Linked DNA regions of Canis lupus: region 2 is linked to region 1. The links are chromatin contacts, called in public Hi-C maps. All regions are on one chromosome and are shown on one strand. The core of a region is the stretch at or near the end of the contact, and the rest is flanking DNA. Distances in the headings are between cores, read along the strand shown. Region 1 overlaps FSTL1 (follistatin-related protein 1). Region 2 has its middle 23 kb from the start of NDUFB4.

Region 1 (6,750 bases), core at 2,270-4,769:
TTCCATTACTGATGTGGTACTCTATCCACTGCAGACAGTCCTGGAAGCCCCCGGGGAAGCTGATGCCGGAAACCCTGGGCAGAAGCCAATAGGCTCATGAGCGCCAAGAGCTGGGTGGCCTCTGTGGCTTTGGGTGCTGTGGTCAAGTGGAAAGGGCTCTGGGAAGCCAGGTCACACTGCTGTGTCCCCTGGCTCCTCTGGCTGGAGCTGGGAGATGGTGGTAAGAGCACACCTTACCTTTGCAGTGTCCATCATAATCGACCTGGATTTTGGATCCAGTGAGGCAGGCGTCTCGATGCAGCTCACAGTGGTTGAGGTAGGTCTTGCCGTTGCTGCCGCACACAGGCCTCTTGTGAGGTTTGCATTGCTGAAACAGACCCAAGGAGGATGTCCATGCAATCAGGGTGCCAACACACACATGCATGCACACACACACACACACACACACACACACACACGTGCAGCCTGTGGGTGCACCCTGATAGGGAGCCTCAGCTCTGGCATCGGGAACTCTACCCCACTCGAGGTTGGAGGCATGCATCATTTTGCAGCCCTGCCTGGTCCCCTGGGCTGATCCCGGTTCAGGGTCATCTCTTCCATTCAGTGAAGAAACAGACCACCCTGACCCTATCAAATTAGCAGCGGGGGCATTTTATTAGAAGTCAGGAATGTGAATGCTCTGTCACTTTGGAGAAAGTCACTCGAGGTCTTTAGATGAACTCAGATCCTTTAAAACACCAACATTCTATGACACAAGAGCCAGATTGAGAGCAGGGAACGTGGAGACTGATAGGCAGGTGCACGCATGCGCACACGTGCCCACACACACCCTCCCTCCCTCCAATTCTTCAGTTCCTTCGGGGTTTAACTAGAAGGATTTTTGCTCTCTTGTTTTGTGTAGTATTTGGGGGCCATTCTGTTTTCCTCCTGCTCTCACAAGGCCTGTTGGGAGATGGGGCTGGAGACGCCTGGGTCTTTGTGAAGTGCTACAGAGAATCGTTACGGACAGGGAAATGGACTAAAGTTCACTTGGCAAGTCGGTTCTCTGTTGGCTATTTCAAGGGCCATGGCCACAGGCAAGCCCGGTGTCTTTAGGCTTCTTTGGTTTTTGAAAGGCTTGGTAAGGGGGAACCACGTTCAGCTCAGCCCTGATAAAGGTACCAAAGCAAGAAAGAGCAGATCTGGTAAGAAGCAGCATGGAACACTGGGAGCTGGAAGGTAGCCATGCTTCTCCGATTTTAGATGAAAATACCAAAGCCTGGGAAGACAAACTTCATTTAACCAATATCAATTACTGAGTTCTTACTAAATATTCCACATGCCAGATAAACATGGTCTCTTGTTTTCACAGTGTCCAGTGACAACTGACTTGCTCAAAATCACACAGATCTTATGTGGTCAAGGTGAGGCTAGATGCCAGGTTTCCTGACTGTAAGTTCAGGTTCATACCACCACACAGTGGCCAGGTACACCTCTGGCAAGGTCCTCCTAAGGCTCCCAGTGTGTCCTGTTTTCAGGTTTCTAAGCTGGGGGGTGGTCTTCCTTTCTGGACAATGCTCAGGATCCTTCACCTGGGAACTAAATTGGGTGTATTTATTTGCAGAAAGACAGATATAGTTCTAGGTTTGTGTTGGTTTGACAGAAAAGGGAAGGAAGGTATTTATGTTTGCCTGAAGAGTGAGACCTTGTTAGAATCCTACTTACAAAAGAAGTATTTCTCAAATGCTCACATTGCATTTTAAACCTCATTAAAAACAAGACCCACTAAAAAAATCTTCATTTCATCTAGTATTTTTCTAAAAAAATGCATATCCTTTGACGTGGCAAGCCCTACTGGGAGTCAATCCTATAGAAATAAAGCAGCAGCATTAAGGATAGTTGTATATCCTTATACTGGGTTTTACTGTCTGTAGTGGTAAACAACCTAAATGTCCATCTATGGGAAAATTATTGCATAAATATGATGTTATTACAAAATATTTATTATGATCCTATTTTTGTATAAAATAGGAGGGGAAACCCTGTATACTTATAGTAGCATAGAAAAAAAGTGGAATAATATATACCAAGCCATTAACACTGGTCATCTCAGACTAACTGGATTTGAGGGTTATGGGGAAGATTACTAATTTTATGTTTATACAAATGTATTAACTTAATAAAGCATTATTAAAATTTTAAGCTACAAAATCTTATAAAACTAAAATTTAAAAAAAAAGAATATCCCTTGTCTTTCAATAGATGACGTATGCTTTTATAAAGGTGATGAAATTGTTGGCACTGCTCTGCTGACAGCTGCTGCAGCAAGGTAGCCGTCTGGCCTATTGTCCTCTAGCTCGTGACCTCAGGACTTACCTCAATGCAGAGGCAGGTGGGCTCTCCCTTCTCCGTGACTGCACATTCCCGGCCGGCTCCACAAAACACATTGGCACAGATCTTGGATTTGCTCCTTAGTTCTTCCTAAAACACAAAGTCATAAAGGAAACCAGGTCACAGAGATGAGCCTGTCATGGCATAAGCCAATGGTGGCAGTTACTCTTCAGGCTCTGGTCTTAGTCTGGAGTTGCAGCTCATGGTTGCCAAAGGGTCCTGAAACAGCTAGAATCTGTCCCCAACAGCCAGCCCTGGACTTGCTGGTACTGCTCCAGCCCAGGCCCAGCTACCTCCGAGTCCCTCAGATTGTTTCTTAAAGAGCAAGAGTCTCTTTCTTATGTGCTTCCTTTCTTTTAAAAACGGTTACTGAATACCCCCCTCTATGCCAACACTACAGTAAAGAGCTATAAAGGCACTGTCTCTGTCCTCAAGGAGTGCCAGGACTCTCTGAGGAAGCTCACAAATAAAGAGACATTTAGAAATCAACATGCAAGTGCAGCAACAGGACACCAGGATCCGGAAAAGGGGGAAGGAGGGCGAGAATCAAATGAGACTTTCTAAAGACAGGATGCTTAACTAATTCCTAAAGGATGAGAAGAGTAAGCCAGACGGAAAGAGAGACCTGTGAGAGAAATATGGCTATCTGGAGGACCACAATCTCGCTGAGTGGTGTTCAAGGGAGTATCATTTCAAAAGACAAAAGAAGGATCACTAAACCATCAAAACATGGAATTGGTATTACTTGGTAGGGTCTAATTCAGCCCCTGTCCACATCTGCCTCTGGCTTCAAGACCAAGAGGGCCAAACCACTCGACAGACAGTAGAATTATCCTCAAACCCCGTGTGGTCAGACATTCTTGTTCAGACGTGTGCAGCAGAACCTACAGGGAGGGAGTGGTCCCAGTCTCTGCCACTGAAAATGAGTCTTTACAGGCCCTACTCTGTCCATGACACATTCCTTCCCTCCCATTGACTGGTGGCTAAAAAGCAGCCCCACCTCATTCGTCATGCAGGCCAGCAGCGGTGGTGGCTGAACAAAGGAGAATGTGATTCCTCCAGCCCTTGTGTGACTGCTGAGCAGCAGTCACCACAGGCCCCCAGGCCCCCCGCCCACTGGGGTAGCACTGGCTGTGACAAAACCAACAAAGATGGCAGGCGCTGTGGTGGGGGCGTAAAGGCAGACAGGGAGCCTCAGATGCCTCCCTTCAGGCCATGTCTACCATGTCATGCAGAGAACTCACACCCGCAAAGCTTGCAATACTAAAATTCTTGTAGTTGGTATACGTTTCCTATCTAAGAAGTCAAAGAAAACAAAAACAAAGTAGATACTGAGAGCTGAGGGCTGTGCCCAATACAGTTGGTCTGCTGCCACCTGGAGGCTGCTTTGCAAACTCCAGGTTATTGTTGTCTCTCCCCAGCCATCTTGCCTGTCATGCCGGGATCCCATTGGTCCAGAAACTCTTGCCACACTCACACTTCATTGGTTCAGATGCTGTTGCTAAACCCATTCTTTTTTGGATGTTGCTAAGGCGAATTCAATAAAGCTGGCAGGCGGGGAAGAGAAGAGGAAGTAATTCTCAGAATGCTGGGAAGCCTGGAGAGCTGTTGTTTCCTAAACCAGGAGCGGAGATAAATCAAGCATATTCTCGGGGCAGGGCCCTCCTAACTGTGCCTGGGAAGGGAAAAGCAGCTCTAAAAAGGAAGGGGAAAGGCTATTGCTGACCAGGGTAAAAAAAATCTCAGATAAGACTATATTCTCCTCTCCCCTTCATGAAATAACACTCTTGCCAAGAGATACAGACGAATAAATCCATAAAAGGACAAGCCCGGGCATATGCCTACGCTCTAAAGACACCAGTTCACAGCTCCACGGGCCGACCTTTTACCACTTAGCTGTGTGTCTCTAAGTAGCGACTTTCATTCTTTGAACCTCAGTTTCCTCATCTATAAAATGGGGGTCAGTCCCAGCCCTGACTTGTGCAGATGAAACGGTGTTGGGAAGGGCATCACAAACTGAAAAGCAAGCAGAGCTTCCTGCAGACTAGCCTGTGGCAAGTACAGAGCTTCTTTTACCTTCTGTTGCTGTTTTTAAAGTATGAAAAAGAAAAGCTTTAACTTCCAGGTTGAATTCAACCCAAGCCATTTTTTCAGAAATGGTCCTCCAAAATCATGTGAAGAAACAGATACTCTTTATTTAAAATAGAAAGCCTGGGGCACCTGGGTGGCTGATTCGGTTGAGCGTCTGCCTTTGGCTCAGGTCATGATCCCTGGGATTGAGCCCTGCATCCCTTGCATCAGGCTCCCTACTCAGCAGGGAGCCTGCTTCTCCCTCTCCCTCTGCTTGCCATTCCCCCTGCCTGTGCTCTGTCAAATAAATAAATAGAATCTTTAAAAATATAAAAAAAACTAAAAAAATAATAAAATAAATAAAGCCTAATATTTGAATAGTCCAGTTAAAATTTACAAAGTGTTTTCACACATATGATTTCATCTTACTGTAGGAACAACCCTGCAAGGACATGCCTATTATTAACCTCATTTTATAGATGAGGGAACTGAAGATCAGGAAGGTCAAGTAACTTGCCCAAAGATCCCAAAGCTAAAAATGAGAGGAGCTAGGATTCTAACCTGGATCTTCAGACAGCAGACGAGTACGTTCCCATTTATAAATACCTGGCTCTCTGCTTAGGTGATCTGGATTATACGTTATCTCCCTTAAGCCCTAGAATAACGCCATGAGTTAGACATCCTAACTTTCCCCATTTCATAGATGAAGGAACTGAGCCTTAGAGGTTAAGTAACTATAACACGACAGAGCTAAGATCCTACTCAACGAAAGGGAAAGCAGTTCCTTTATCCTTGATTGACTTTCATATCCAGAAGATTCAAGGTGAAGGAGATTATGACAGGGTGTGATTTGCATAATTAGCAAATGTGAGAAAGTGCTTACAAGTGCCTCAGAGAACTACATTTGAATTCCCACATCCCACCTCTGCTCCTTACATTGCCATGGCAACGGGCAAGGCACCTTTCCTTAGACCTCGGTTTTCTCATGTGTGAAATGGGAACATTAATCCCCGCAAGGGGTGTGTGGGCATTAGAGGAGGCGAGCTGCCTGCAGCAGAGTGCCTGCCACTTGGCTGAGAGCTGCCGTTGCTACTGACTCTCTGGACAACTGCGTCATTGGGTGCTGTTACCACCTTGGTAGTCATGTCCCCACCCAGCCTCTGTCACCCTGGCATTCCAGGGTATTCTCAGGATACTGAGAGTGGGAGGACTGGCTGAATGGAAAAAAAACAAGGGTGAACAACCCCCGTCCCTTCTTGTTTAAGACCAAAGAGAAAAGGGGGCAGCTCCAGTCACACTGGCATCCCTCTTTGCAGGTGGCACATCTGTCAATAGGTGGCAATCTCTCTCTTTGTCTTGCAGAACTCAACGCCGCAATGCAGAGATGCAGCCTTGGCTCCTGCAGCCCCACCCTCCCAGCCATCGAGATGTGGGTGGGAGGCTGTGGGGTGGGAGGCGGGAGGGCGGGGTGGGGAGAGCACCCCACAGCCACAGGCAGCAGATACAAAGAACAGGATTTTTGCTGGCTTGGGAAAGAATGTCCCACCTGAAGCCGTCAATCTTCCCCAGTTGTTCCCACTCACAGGCGTGCTTTAGTGCAGAAAACAATGAAAATTTTCTTCCTAGAGGTGGCCTCTTTGTACCATTTGAAAGCTCTTCTCCAAGTCCTATCTTCTCGGGTAATGGGATGTCATGAGCACCCCTGAAGCTCCTAGAAAGTTCCTTGGCATGGTAGGTGGTCTTACGCCTCTGCTGAGTGGAGATGATGCATCTGGCATAAACAAGCTCATGGAACAAGTCTGCCTGGTGGGGAGGGGTGTGGTGAGTAAGGCAGAAAAGAAGCAGGGCAGCAGGTGAATGTGGTGCTTTGGAATATTAAGGTGTCTGGTCCCTTCCACCTCAGAAATTCAGACTCAAAGTGGAGGGCAGCCTGGATGGAGAGAGGCTAGAGGCACTAGTGGAGGGTGACAAGGGCCTAGGGTCCAATGCTAATATGAATTATAGCACCTAAACTGAGTGAGGCCTTCACAGATACCTCTGTCCTCGCAGCATCTGTTTTTAGTCCCATCTCACAGATGGGGAGGGATTTAAGATTCAGAAAAGCTCCGTGACATACAGAGGCCACATGATGAGCAACAGCCAAGTGAGGACTGAAAGACAGGTCAGCCTGGCCCTGGAGCCTCAATATTCCCTTACAGGGAGGGAACAGTCAAGGGAGGGAGCTGTGGGCAGAGGGGACAGCTATAAGGGCCGGCACAGGGAGAGGCCACAGAGCACCATGCAGTTTTTTTTAGGAATTAGGTCCCAAGG
Region 2 (6,799 bases), core at 2,359-4,858, 110 kb after region 1:
TCCAAGGACCTCGCAATCTGGTCAGAGAGGCAAGGTATACATGCATTTGCAAAAATTCATCAGGGTGGCCAAAGGTAGGGGAATTTTACCCGGTGTCTATGTTGAGCTTAAGCATCTAAAAAATCTCAAGTTTATCTTTCTGGAGAGATGATCCATAGCTATCTGATTTTAAAGGCACACTGGACCCCTCACAAAGATGAATAACCGAGCTCCAGTTGGAAGACCTGAGCTGCAGTCCTGGATTTCCACTTGTCCATGGACGGTACACTGTCTAACCATCCCAGATCCTCAGTTTCTTAATCTCTAAAATAGGAAAATAATTTCTGTCATACCTGTCTTAGAGCATAATTGTGAAGATCAAACAGGACAAGTGTGTAGAAGATATAAAGCACCATACTGGTGAAAGGTGTCTTTAATCTTTAAAACCAATTGGCAAGGCCATACAAAATGACAGAACATAGAGTTTATTGGAAACTTGGAGATGTTTAATGAATATCCTCCTCCTGCAGATAATAGATTGGGACCCAGACAGGGTAAGTGGCCCAGGGATAAACAGCTTGTCTAGGGCACAGCCACGACCAGAGGACAGTCTCGCCAGGGCTGTGCCCTGGAGCCACAGGGGAGCCAGGCGCAGCCAGTGTCCAGCATAGCTCTGTGCCTCTGGGGCCTTCGGCCTTTGTTTGCTGAAGGCAGGGCCTCTTGCTCCCTTGGCTGCCTGGAAAATCCTCTGCGGCTAAACCTGGAATTTTTTTTTTTCTTTTTTACCTCTTTACTCTCTCGTGCTCCAGTCCCCGTTTCCATTCCTTACCACCCAGCCAACCTCGATGAAAATGGTTTCCAGGGGGAATCTGGGTTTCAAGTTACATCACCAGCAAATAATTCATGCCCCTCTGGAAGAGACCCAGAGATAAGTTGGAAACGACTTGTATGGAAAATGAGAGGCCTGGTAGCCAATCCAAACAATGCAGGCCAATCCAAATATTGCGGACAGAATTTTTGTGAGCAAGGGCTTTCTAAAACACCATTTGCCAAAATGGCTCACATCTTTGCAAGGGAAGATCTAGGGACAAGTTCAAGAAACAAATGACACAGAGGTGGCTTAAAGCAAGAGGCTCTGGTGTGGTGGTGGGAGGTGGGCCAGTGGGGACTGTGGGCCTTCCAGCTGTCCATTTCACTCCAGCTGCTGTGAAAGGCCTCTGATCCTAGATGAGTTCTTGTCTTTCCCTGTCTAGAAGAGAACCTGGGGAGCTAGCTCATCCACGACATGCCTCTGTCTCTACACTGGATGAAACCTGCAATGTTGCAGAACCCAAAGGCTCTGTTCTTTCCATAAATACCCCCAGGGGAGAGTGCCCAGCCATCCTCTGGCCCATTCTAGTGTTGAACTGTTGTCAAATCTTGAAAAGTGGGCCTCACAGTGACCCACAGTTAAAATACCATCTTGACTGTTTCTGTTTATTTCCTCTGTTTCCTCCGGCTCCTACTGATTAGAGGTGGGGGATAGCCACTCCCCAAGTTTTCCACTTAAATGTATGCCTTTAAATACTTGATCATAATGGGCCCCCTTAACCTACATTTATCTAGACCTAATAATTTAAAAACATTTTATGTACTCACTAACTGGGTTATAAACTTCTCTAACCATTCTATAATCTCTGCTACCTGACCTCCAGCTCCCCCTCCAAGAACTCCCCTGCAGTGTTCCTCTCTCCTTTCCAGGCACCCACCTCTCTTCCCTTCCTAAGAACCTTTTCATCTTCAATTCCCCAACATTTGAACAGCTGTACAAGCACAAAATGTTTAATTTGGGAACAGTGTCTGTGGGAAGGAATGCTTTGTTAATTTCCAAAGTAATGCTAAAGCTTAATTTAGAAAGTCATATAGCAATTCTTTTGGTTCTGAAAGTCACAGAGATTATAGATTGCACTGCAGAAGCAACCTGCCTGATGATGTTAGCATTTTGCAGCACGGGGTTTTTTCTGCAGCAGTTCCATTTTCATTCCGGTTCAGAGACACAGAAGGTCCTTCCAGTAGAAGCATTTGCTCCCTGAGGACAGGGCCTATGTCTTGTTCAGGCTCTCTGGATGGCCAGGGCCTAGCAAGGGCAAACAAGGGGTAAATATCTTTAAATGCCGGATTGCACTGCATTGCCTATCTTCCCCCTTAGTCCCTACTTTGGTCTTAAACTTGGTCCAAATAGGTTCTGGAACTAGGAAATGATGATGGTTACCAAAACTGAGCAGGGCAGAGACAAGTGTGATCAGATCCTAACACCACCACTTTCCTTGAATCCAGGAGCTTAAAGGAAGTTAAAATGCTCAGACTGAAGAGTATGTCATCCTACCAGATCTAATATTAGAACCCGCCTCTCAGGGACACATATGATTCGGATCTTGAAAAATAATGAGAACCTGGATAGAACAAAATAGGTTTGGAGGTAGGGACCACAATATGTCGGATGAGGAGGATGCCTGGCCACCACCACCATAGTCCCCAAATATGGGGAAACTGAAACTGAAACAGCTTCTGTTGAGCATCACTGCCCCAGGAGCCATCCATACATGCTCGGGGCTCAGGCAAAGCTGCCTTCCTTCAAAAGCTGGGGGAGCTTCTTGACGCTCATGGGATGTTTTAGAACCTTAAAACACACGCTCGATTGCATTTCTTAATTATCCAGGGCTCAAAAGCCCAGATATAAAGAAATGAATCTCTGTTCCCGCACAGGGTCAGATGGGCCCAGATTGCATGATAGATTGGCGGGGCCCTGAGGGTCAGTCTGGAAAGAAAGACATGAAAGAAAGTCTCCGTGGATGAAGATACTCTGGCAGAGTGGACCAGATACAGCCAAGCACCTGAATGTTGGGTAATGAGAGGCTCTAGCCAAAGTGCAAAGCTGAGTCTCTCCCCTTTCTGCCTGGATGCCTCTCAACCCCTCATCCCACCAGAGTTCCAGGGTGTTCTGGAAATGAGGGGCCTGGGTCTTACCTAAGAAACAAAGTACGGAGCCACAAGAGCTACAGCTGTTCTGCTGCGGGCATCTTGCCTGGAAGAAGACCTTGTGCAGTTGGCCAGGGAAGGAGACAGCTACTGGGGGGCACGGGTTGGCGGGGGGGGGGGGGGGGGGGGGGGGCGCAGGCCTGGAGGTCAGAGACCCGGGAGCAGACGCAGGGCCGGGATGCGCAGCCTGCAGCATCCATCGTGGTCTGAGCATCACCGTCCTGCGGAGCTCGGCTTGCAGACGGGCTCGCTCGCTTCCCCGCGTTCTCGCGCACAGGACGATCCCCAGAGCTCGGAAGCAGCACAGACAGAAACACAGACTCCGAGGGAACCGGAGTCACAGCCGGGGCTCCTGAGAGAGCTTGAGAAGGGGAGGCCAAGGCCGAGAAGACAGTGTGGGGGAGGGGGTGGGGGGCAGAGGGAGGCCTGTGAAGTCGGTGCCCTGCGAGGTGCCAGCGGGGCCCCGAGAGTGAGGAGCAGGCCGCCCTGCACCGAGCCCGTGCACCGAGCCCGTGCACCGAGCCCCCCCCCGCCCCCCTACCCCGGGGGCGAGAACCCCAGAGAGAGCAGAAGGGCCGCGGCTGGGCCCGACACGGCCCGAGCTCCCCCTGCCGGCCGCGCCGCGGAACTGCGGCCTTGCGCCGCGGGAGCGGGCGACCCGTCCCGGGCTTTGCCCACCCGTGCCTGCTTCCTTGTAATTCCCCGAGATCCTAGTGTCTCGGAAGCCTGGTGTCTGAGGCTGGGTCTTTAAAAAATAAAGATTTTATTTACTTATTCATGAGAGACACACATAGAGAGAGAGGCAGAGACACAGGCAGAGGGAGGAGCAGGTCCCTGCAGGGGAGCGGGACTCGATCCCAGGACCCCGGGATCACGAGCAGGGTTGAAGGCACCCGGGCTGCCCCGAGGCAGGGTCATCAATGCCCGGGTGGGTTCCCCGGGCTCCAGGCCCAGGGAGGGCCCCGCCCCAGTGGGGGCGCAGGCGGGGGCAGGTCGAGCGCACCCTCCGCTAGAATGACACCGGCCTTCTGGGGCTGGGCTGAGGGCACTGCACCTGGACCAGGCTTCCAGAAGTCCCGAGGAGAGCCTCCCTCCTCCCCCTTCCCTTCCTCCCCTTCATCTTCTCTGCAGGAGGCAGAGGCAGGGCAATGGCAAAACCCCCGGGGCGGAAAGGAGAGAAAAGCGAGGCTCCCCAAATGCCAAGCCGATTTTACTTGCTAAGAATAGCTTTTATCTCTGGGAGGAAAAGCAGAAGACCTGGTTCTCTCCTCTCCCATTCAACTCCCCCCAACAACTGAAGGTTGATTTTACTCTATTTTATTTAAAGGTTTTATTTATTTATTCATGAGAGACACAGAGAGAGAGAGGCAGAGACACAGGCAGAGGGAGAAGCAGGCTCCATGCAGGAGCCTCACGCGGGACTCAATCCCGGGTCCCCAGGATCAGGCCCTGGGCTGAAGGCAGGCACTAAACCGCTGGGCCACCCGGGCTGCCCTGAAGGTTGATTTTAAAGGGGCAGCGCTCAGCCAGGGGAACACAGTAGGCCCTCTGTCTTTCCCCCCAGATGATGAGTTTGGAGTCACCGAGAGCTAGAATCCAGAGAACCAGGAAGGAGGTGAAGGAGGAGGCAAGAGGGAAGTGGAGAGGAAGAGAGAGATCAGGACGCAGGATCGCTGTCACCCCCTAAGTCTCGGGTTCTGCAGTCCAAAGGAGGCTGACAGGGATGGTGGGACTTTGGGGGGTGGCCCTGGGCTGAGCAGCGGGACCAGCCGGGGCTCTAGGCAGCGGAGTCCCCTCCATGGCTGTACTTCGGCGAAGGGGGACAGATTTCTAGACCTCTGGCTAGGATGTATGCTCACCATACCAAATCCTTGTGAGTGCCCTGCCTCCCACCTACTCGGAGGTTAAAAGCCCAAACAATCTTCCCCCAAATTGCATTTTCTTTCATAAAAGTGCTGCATTTCTTTCAGGGCAGAAAGTGTGCATGTTTCTAAAAGATTAGGTCAGAGTTATAGGGTTATTCTCAAGGACTCTGGATAAGAACATCAGAAAGCACTCCATTTCCTTTATTAGCTGAAAACAGAAAAGGTTTTTTTTTTTTACAGTTAAATGTTTTGTAGAAAGCAGGGATGGCCCTCAGGGAAGCAGTCGCTAGTCCCCTGCGCTCTCCCTGCGTGCGTACCTTCCATCCTCTGGCTCCCTCTTTTCCTCCTGTCACTGGGGCAGCCTTTTGCTCACACTGTCTCCTGGTCTCCCCTGGCTCTGGCTTCCTCTCCAACTCACCTTTCACGTCCCTCCTGAATCTGTTTCCCCGGCCAGAGTGCCCATTTGGAAGGAAGGGAAAGAAGGGATTGCCCTGTCTGCTTGGGATCCCCCAATGTCTGATGCCTTGCAGCTTTCCAATAGGGCAAGCAGATATCCCACAGAACTTGAAGAGAATCGGTCTCTGTGTCTCAAGGCAGTCTACCAACCACCTCTGAAAAACTACTAGATAGACAGTTGACAGCCCACACTTCATATTAGCCCCCTTCTCGACTAGCCCTTGGCCACTTCTACTGTAAAAGAATATCGTAGTGACTCACGAGTCAATGGGAGCAGAAGGGCCTTGGCAGGCACTGCATAAATACAAATATTGGTTATTTATCACAAGTGAAAGCGGCTCATAGGTAACTGAAACTGGCCCAGTTCAGCTTCTGTTGAATAAAAGGGGGAAAAAATTCACAAACATCAAAAAGTAAAAAATAAAAGAGGAACACTCTGCGGAAGATGTCCTTTCTCTGTATTGCTATCAGCTGGATCAATTGTAGCAATTTCCTAAATGCTCCTGGAGAAGAAGAAATGATTTTAGAAGAAACCTGCTCAGCGCTCCATGTTGCGGGTCTGGGCTGCCTGTGACCAGCAGAGGGCAGACTTCAGTTAGAAACAGAAGCCTGCAGAGTTGATGGGGAGGTGGAGGGGTGGCATTTAGGATTCCAAGGTTGCAAATTGCTTATTTCATGCAATGCACAACCCTGGAGATCAGAGTCCAAGATTTTGGACACCATACGAGAGACCAGGTTTCAAGGAATCAGTTCTAAGCAGGGAATGACGACTATACATGTTCCTCTGTTTATAAGATGCAAGCCTGGGCAGAAAAGGCTGGTTCTGCACACCCTCTCTGGGCGCTGCAAGCTGCTCTTCAATGTGAATCACTGCAGTGACTCGCCCCCATCCCCAGACCTGCCACAGTCACTCAAAGCCACATATTGTGTAGAGTGGAGGCGTAACTGACTTGGGAAAGCAGGTGCTGTGTCCAGGACTTGGTGAAGGAGTTCTTGCTGTTGGTCATTCCTTTTTGTTTGATGAATATAGAGAAACCGTATTCCCTGGGAAACACAGAGGAATGAAGACTATTAGAAATGTTTCCTTAAGATTTCAGCCAGCCTAGCAATTCCACTTCTAGATATAGTCCCAAGAGAAGTGAAAACATACGTCTGCACAAAAACCAGTACACGAATGTTCTTAACAGCCTTACTCATCACAGCCCCAAAAAGGAAACAACCCAAGTATCCACTGACTGATAAATGGAGTCTATCCATCAAAATGCAGTATATCCATACAATTGAATATTATTTAGTCAAAAAAGGGATGACATACTAATACATGTTACGACATGGATTAACCTTGAAACTTGCATGCTAATTGAGAGAAGCCAGTCGCAGAGGACTACATATTGTATGATTCCATTTATATGAAATGTCCAGAATAGGCAAATTCAGAGAAACAAAATAGATTAGTCATTGACCAGGAGGAGGGGAAGATG

What was found. A called contact is a pair of places that touch in the nucleus more often than the background predicts.
Region 2: a contact with region 1 is called in a Hi-C map of amygdala, with 7 times the contacts expected there. The contact joins two enhancer-like sites. A contact is called at or near these places in 3 of 9 Hi-C or Micro-C datasets (amygdala, liver and tumor fibroblasts).

The regions. Positions count from the first base shown.
Region 1 is chr33:24,551,857-24,558,606 of UU_Cfam_GSD_1.0, forward strand. It overlaps FSTL1 (follistatin-related protein 1), which reads right to left. Exons shown (of 11, transcript XM_038582959.1): 3 at 2,356-2,460; 4 at 238-367. Among named protein-coding and RNA genes, the nearest start is that of FSTL1, 33 kb to the right of the region's middle. Within about 2 kb of position 3,520, at least 10 of the 20 cell types and tissues checked have an H3K27ac peak or open chromatin away from gene starts, as enhancers often do.
Region 2 is chr33:24,663,518-24,670,316 of UU_Cfam_GSD_1.0, forward strand. No RefSeq gene overlaps it. Among named protein-coding and RNA genes, the nearest start is that of NDUFB4, 23 kb to the right of the region's middle. Within about 2 kb of position 3,609, at least 9 of the 20 cell types and tissues checked have an H3K27ac peak or open chromatin away from gene starts, as enhancers often do.